2 separate regions of the Oryzias latipes genome follow, and region 2 is linked to region 1. Evidence: chromatin contacts called from public Hi-C data. All regions are on one chromosome and are shown on one strand. The core of a region is the stretch at or near the end of the contact, and the rest is flanking DNA. Distances in the headings are between cores, read along the strand shown. Region 1 holds the start of LOC101156556 (transmembrane anterior posterior transformation protein 1 homolog). Region 2 has its middle 20 kb from the start of qdpr.

The links. A called contact is a pair of places that touch in the nucleus more often than the background predicts.
Region 2: a contact with region 1 is called in a Hi-C map of fibroblasts, with 4 times the contacts expected there. The contact joins the enhancer-like site here to the promoter of LOC101156556 in region 1. A contact is called at or near these places in 5 of 5 Hi-C or Micro-C datasets (embryo, fibroblasts and gastrula embryo).

Annotation. Positions count from the first base shown.
Region 1 is chr10:399,197-403,090 of ASM223467v1, forward strand. It overlaps LOC101156556 (transmembrane anterior posterior transformation protein 1 homolog), which reads right to left and starts at 2,216. Exons shown (of 15, transcript XM_023959474.1): 1 at 1,958-2,216. The coding sequence starts at 2,147.
Region 2 is chr10:545,688-549,581 of ASM223467v1, forward strand. No RefSeq gene overlaps it. Among protein-coding and RNA genes, the nearest start is that of qdpr, 20 kb to the right of the region's middle. Within about 2 kb of position 1,689, at least 4 of the 8 cell types and tissues checked have an H3K27ac peak or open chromatin away from gene starts, as enhancers often do.

The DNA.
Region 1 (3,894 bases), core at 966-3,465:
CCTCCACTGGTTACCTGTGAGAACGGCACCTCAAACAGTCACACTCCAAACTCGACTGTTGCCTAGACCAAAGAGCTGTTTAAGGACACCAGAAACCAAACTGTTGAGCTGCACCAGGCTGGAAGACTGAATCTGCAACAGGTCAGCAGCTTGGTGTGAAGAAATCAACTATGAGAGCAATTATTAGAAAACTGAAGACATACAAGACCACTGATTATCTCCCTCCATCTGGGGCTCCCCCCAAGATCTCACCCTGTGGGGTCACAATGATCACAAGAAATTCTTTAAAAATCAGACAATGTGATTTATTTTTCATTTGTCTTTCATAGTTGAGGTTTACCTATTGTGAAAATTACAGGCACCTCGCATGTTTTTAGGTAGGAGAACTTGCACAATGGTAGCTGAATAAATACTTTTTTGCCCAACTGTATCTATGCGTGTCTGTGTGTGTGTCTGTGTGTGTCTGTGTGTGTATGTGTGTGTCTGTGTGTGTATGTGTGTGTATGTGAGATTCCTGTTGAAGATGACTGTAACTGGAGATCTTTGAGGGATTTGACAGTTACTGATAATAATGTAGGTATTATTTGGATTTAAAATATTCAAACTGTGACAGACTGGCGACCTCTCCAGAAAGTCTGCTGCCTTCGCCCACAAGTGGCCAGGATAGGCTCCAGCAGCCCCGTGACCCCGAAAGGGACAGAACGATCCCTTTCGGGATTAGAAGATGAATGAATGAATGATAAATGATTGAATGAATAAAGTAGCTGACTTAGATACTGTTTTTGTTTTTATATAAAATGTTAAAATTATTGTAAAACTTTAATAAAAGTTGTCTTTTAGGTTTATTTTTTTACTGAAAATAAAGGTTATCTTTTCACGTTCAGTTATTAAGTTGATTTTATACAACTGCAACTTAACTCAAATGTGTAACAAAGAGTATAAAGTTCAGATTTTCTACAGAAATAAAATTTCAATAAAGAAACTTCTGTAGCCACAAAGCAGAAACAAAGGCTTAATAGTGATGCTGTAAGGACTCCTCTGCATCAGTGAGAAGCCATCAAACCTCCAAGACAAAGCTTGTTCTGCTTCTTCTGACCTAAATGGGATTTTAGTTGCAGCCGTTCTATTCCAGATGTTTGGCTGAAGCCCACATCTGCTGTGATTAGCAGAGCAGCACCACCTATCTGCCTTGTAGAGCAGATCCGAATGAAAACGATGCAGGAATGAAACCATTGTGGAGCTTTTTATAATACTGTCTGCAATGATTACAGGACCTGGTTGCAATGGCATCTGTTAGAATCACAAGAGCCATTAAAGCTTGTATTCTAATAACACTACCTGCTGAATGGTCTACCAGTGAAAGTGCATCTGTACTTTATTTGTATTTATTTAACGTGTTTGCCTGTCAGACAAACAGATAAGAGCTGTTCAAGTCCAAAGAGGCTCTGAGGGCACATGCCTGTACCACGTGACTGTGCCTTAGCGTGTTCATAGAGGACTCGTTCCGTTTCAAAGTGTCGGTTTGACCATGTCTGACTGAATAGTTGGTGTCATCATACAGACGTGTGTTGGTCAAAAAGCTTCTGCTCACAGTCACTGAGAACAAACGGTATGGTCCTCAGACACCTGAGCTGCTCACTGCGGATCTGCGAGCCTCCTCAGCCTCACGGTTCACTCTGGTTCAACCTCTACGTCTGATGACAAACCGAACGCTTCCAGGAGGTAATCCCGGCAGAGCAGACACGTTACTCGTTACTTTGACTCATTCATCAAAGGGCATGGGGGCTCCGTAACTGTGTAAACAAGTGTAGAGAAGCTCGGAAGCAGCTGTGACAAAAACAGACCGAAACCATCGCAGCTGATAAAACTCTTTGCTTGTAAAGGCGCGGAGACCCTGACGGCGGGGAAAGCTCGCGGCTGCAGTTGACGTGTGTTGTTGGGGAGTCCAGATGGTTACCTGCTGAGAGCCCCCGCTGTTCCCTCCTGACGGAGCTAATGTCGTAAAAGCCCAGCGTTTCCGGCAGCTCCGGGGTAACGCCGGCCTTCCCTGACCTCTGCGCGCATTCCCACCGTCTGTCCTGCTTTCTTTTCAGATCAATCTCCACTTCTTTCTGTTCTGACAGCTCGGTCCCCGACACGTCCGCCATCTTTAGTTTGGTCACAGCGAGGCGCGAGCGTCGCCCAGTGCTACGTCATCACCAGTCACACCAATAACAATCGTTACCCAGATGAGTCCGCTTTGTATGGAAACTTAAGCGTCTTGCATTTAAAAAAGGAAAGAATTAAAAAAACGGATGATCTCCTCTCTAAAATGTTCGTGTTTAAAACAAAAAGCCAGTCCGTGCCTTAAATCCGCGTGCGTTCAGTTTATGTGCTATGACTGTTTATTTTTGTCAGTGGTGATGCAAAAATAAGATACAGACGGAGTTTTTCGGTAAATAGACTTCGCCTGTTCTGAACTTTGAAGTCTGCCTTGACGTTGATGCTTGTGAAGCTGCAGAGGCAGGCAGGGACCGTCAATAAAGTACACGAAAAAACCCAGACAAACGATAGCAGTTTCTCTCTCCTTCACCATTAATAATCTGAAAAACATCACAGGTACTCATCATTGTTATAACAAACTCTACAGAAACCACTAATATCCTTCCTCCTTCTCTTAGAGTAAACCAGCATGTTCGACTAATGCAATTTGTAGACGGTTCCTTATCTCCTCGCTGTGAACTACAACTGTAGTTCAAAAATAAAAAAGAGCGAAATTAAGAAAATAATTAGAGCCAGGGGAGTGTCGTGAATAAAAAACAAAAACATGATATACAAAAAAAGCGTATCGCGAAAAACAGAAAAAATATGGAAACGTTGGAGAACAATATGTCAAAAACAAAAAAATTGTATAAAATATTATTTAAAAAATTACAGACTCTGTGCCACAAGTTGACTACACCCACAAAGTGAGCGTCCAGCAGGTCACCCACTGACTTTGCTGCTTTGTGTCCGATATTGTCATCGGGATTGACTCACAAACATAAATAAACAGTTCATGCTGGTCAACATTCAGTATTTTTCTCTGTAGTGTTATTGGATGAGCATAAACAAAACAGATCATGTCTATGACACGGACACCTTGTGGCTTTTTAACTTGCAGCTTTCAGCTCATATTACAGGTTTTATGAACAGACAACAAGCTTAGAGCCCAGCTTTTTTGGACTTCTTTGCTTTTATATTTTCTTAAAAATACTGGTACAAAAATCTCATGTGTTTTTTTTTTCTCTAAATACACAAATCCTATGGCAGCGTATTGCATCCAACCAAAAAAAAAATAGAAATAAAATAAAGGGATAATCTTTGTCCCCGCTTCCCCCCATGAGTGGCCGGGATGGCAGTCCTGTGACCCCAAAAAGGACAAAACGGGTTAGAAGATGAATGAATTAATGATAATCTTCGTTCTAATTTTTTCATGTATATAAAAAAGAAAAACACGAGTGTTTTTCATTCTATATTAGCCGTGACGCTCACGTTGTGGGTGGTGTCAGCTGTGTGGCATCCAGTATGTTTTCAAGATATCTATTTTTCTGTTGCCATTATTTTAATTATAGTTCAATAAATAGATTGTATAAAAGTGAAAGTGAAGTTTTTCCACATGAACAAATCCAAAAATAAAATAGGTGGCAGTACTGCGACCTTCCACTTGGAGATGCAAAAGTTCTTTCGTATGTTCAGATCCGCTCACATAACTAAATCACACATTTTCCTGTCTACATCCTATCTTTGTGTTTAAAAAAATGTTCATGCTAAAAAAAAGTAAGTGTAAAACTATTATTTTTAACTTACATTCGTTGCCCCAAATGTAAGAATAATTATCAAAGAATAAGAAACTCAGATTATCTGACAATCCTA
Region 2 (3,894 bases), core at 439-2,938, 150 kb after region 1:
TCTTTATACCAACAGCCCAGTGGAAACGCTTACGTTCAACTAAGCCTAAATAACAAAGGACACAGAGGAAGACATTTCTCCCTATGTGTGACTTGATGGTTCTTTGCAGATTCCAATTACTAAAATATAACAGGGCACTTCTTGCCTCTGTCACTGACTGATGGAAAAAATACCAGTTTTTAATGTAAAATCTTGCCTTATCCATACAAAAATAAAAACTTTGGTGGATGATAAAAGTCCTGCAGAGGCTGAAATGTTTGACTGATGAATGATTTGATGCTAACTGACAGAAAGAAGAGTCTGTCATTTCTCAAGCAGGCTGGTGTGAAAGCACAACTCTCTTTAATGTGTTCTACTTCTTGTTTTATCCTGTTTTCAAAGCAGTTTGACCTGCATTAAGACTTTGTCATTCTGCTCACCTGTTTTTAAGATCTCCCAAACAATCATCTACAAGCCTGAGCTGGAGCTCACAAACAGTCAGCTTCATAGAAACTCAACAGCAGATAATCAGAAATGACTACAATGGTAATAAACCCAAAATGTGATGTCTTGGATTTGGAGAAGGCCTGGCTCTCAGTCTCTGCTCTGATTCCTCCCAAAGGTGTTCTATGGGGTTCAGGTCAGGACTCTGAACAGGCCAGTCCAGTTCATCCAACCAGACTCTGTCCTCCATGTCTTCATGGACTTTGCTTTGTGTTCTGGTGCACAGTCATGTTGGAAGAGGAGGGGGCCGCTCCAAACGGATCCCACTAGGTTGGGAGCATGGAAATGTTCAAAATGTTTTGGTATCCTGAATCTTTCAGTTCATTTCACTGAAACTAAGGGGCCAAACCTAAATCCTGAAAAACAGCCCACACCATAATTCCTCCTCCACCAAACTTCACACTCTGCACAAAACAGTCTGAACTGTACCGTTCCCCTGGCAACCTCCAAACCCAGACTCATCCATCAGATTGTCATTGCCAGTCACACAGAGCATGTCTATAATGTGTCAGGGTACATTTTTTAAAACCAGACTACTGTCTAATATTTACATCACATATAATGGTAGTTGAAACAGAAATGTGAACAGATCTCTGGGTGATTGCAGCTCTGATCTCTCACAGATTCTTTCTGATCCTTTTCCTTACTGGTTGTTTTAGATCCTCGGTTATAAAAACATGAGAGGAGGCCTTCAGGAAGCAGGAGGCTGTTGCTGGGTTTTGGGTGACTTACTCTCATGCAACACATGTGGCTGCCGGTCCTTTGGAGGGCTACAGGACCCCTCATACAGGTCAGGTTACCTAGAGAAGCCAAGGGCTAACCACTAACATCTGGCCTCACCTTCTCTGTTCACTGCAGCTCAATAGTTTCCACATGGCACCTCGCCATCTCAGGGATAACCTCTGCACAAACACACTAACACACTTCTGTGAAACTGCCCACATCAGCCGTGCAACGGAAGCGTGCTCATGTGTGCACATCCGCCTTTATCTGAACTTTAAACTGACAAACATGAAGCACTTTGCTGAACTATTGCAACAAACAGGTTTCTCCTGAAACACTGCATCAAATAAGAACAGACTGCTAAACAGATAGATTTTAGATAGATCCTAATGTAAATATGTGGATGCACAACAAACACAACCAGCAGTATTTACATGTTTATAGATGGACACTGAAGGGATTTAGAAATACACTTTTTCCTCAGCACAAACCGACCTCCTTGTTTCCCCTTAACACACAATTATTTACATGTAAACGTGCATTTACACACGCAGGCACGCACACACACACACACTCTCTGGCATAACTGCATGGGCTTGTGGGGGAAAGGGCAGGGTGGGGGCATCATTCCCCTTGAGGGGTTTCATCTAAGCAGGACTGGACACTGCTCTTCTCCCTGCTCCACAAAGAATTCAATCACAGAGACAGCCTGCACTTCAATCCACTGTCAACAGGGCTAATGCTATCACAGCCCCCCTCTGCAGGCGTCTGTCACACACCTCATATGCAGAATATTTAGGGGGAAAAACACTCAATTTCCTTTTGGGATACTCCAATGTATCAGATGTTAACGTCACAAACATTAAATGATAGAAACTGAGGTGAAAACTACATTAAAACTGTTGTGAAATTTTTAATGCCAAATAAAAAAGCAGATTTTATCTGTTTAAAGAGAAATGAAACTTTACTGTACAACTTTACAAAGGTAGAGCATCACTGTCTGAGCTACACTGAGGCTTTTCCACTGAGGTTTAGGCAATGGTCATGCATTTCTGGACTCTCTTTTTTAGCTCGACAGTTTTCCCAGTTGGTTTTTCATGGATCACCCAATGATTGTCACCAGATTTGCAGCCCACAGACTGCAGCCGCAGCACAAACCAGGCCTCCACCTGTTGTCCTATGAGCTGCTTTTAAGTAGACAATGAAATAAAGAAATTTTTGGTGATATGCAGCTCAGATGTTTCCTGATGCATTTCCTTTAAATAAGCCAGCTGATAAACAACAGGTCACAGAGAAAGAAAAGAGGGAAAAAGAAAACAACAAACCTGAATGGACCCGAGAACCATCAGAAGAATGACATTTACAGTCAGCATGAGACGCATTCATCCAGCACAAAAGGATTAGCATGTTTATGTACGTTTTAAACGACATTCTTAAAATTGTTATTTCTATTTATTCAAAATAATAGATGTGCTTTTTATTGGAACCAGTATCACATGTCACAGGAAACTGTGATGATTTCAATTCAATTTCAATTCAATTTTCTTTATTTCAAACACAAATGCAGATAAACACAAGAGTTCAAAACGACAGATAAAACAAGACAGTGAATGAAGGACCATGAAGGAATATTTTTTTAATTCTTTATTTTGGGTTCTGTGTGATTCCAGACTAGAAACAACATGTTGTGTCTGAAAAAGCTGTTGGTGCTCTGGGGTCCATCTTAGCGGGAGACCCAAGGCAGAAAAACAGTCTTTCTGTTTTAAATATACCTCAAATCATATTCCATTTCACTGTGACCGTGTGTTTCCACAGCTAGTCAGCCTAAATCCTGATCTCATAAATCCCCAAGATTTGGCAGTAAAAGCCTCAAGAGTCTGGGATTGATCTCTCCTGTTGGGCCCTTTGACCATCTAGAAGTGTCATTGCATATGCCATGGCTTAGGTAAACTCCAAAAAGACAAGTTTCCTGTGTCATGACACTAAAGCATGAATATATCATGAAAAACAAAATGTTGAAACTGAAAATGTCTCTGGATTGAGTATGGGCAATGCGCCCTCAGAAAACATGCCTTTATAATGTGAAATGATGGTGAGGACTAGGTCTGCAAGATAAAGCGCAAATTTATTGTTATCGCGATGTCAAGCCGTGCAATACGCATATCGTAAAAGACGGTGAAAACTGCAATAAATGGTTACTTTGAATGTGCTAAAACAATCTTATGACAGCTTGAAGTATTTAGCAAATCAAATAAATCCCTTTATGCATTTGACCAATCAGATGGACTCCTTTTATGCTAAATGATTGCCTCCTGTAGACAAGGGCAATTTGGAATATAATTTAAGTTATGTTGACTCTTATTTAAACTAACTGTTGAGGTTAGTTCATTTATTGTTCATTTTTGTTCATTTATTGCAAGTCATCGCAATATTGATCACTGATATCACATGTTGGGAGTTTTCCTCATATTGTGCAGCCCTTTTAAGGACATTGAAACTGATAACACTGGGAGTGTAACAATTCATTCTGGCAACAGTTTGATTCATATAATTATTTATGGTTGACAATTCCTAGTCAATATTGATATAGATGGATCTGGTTGGATAAATGAATTCATCGCTACACCCCTAGATAATACATACTTCAGTTTGTTGCTCTGCTCTGGCCATCACAGCAAATCTCCAGTC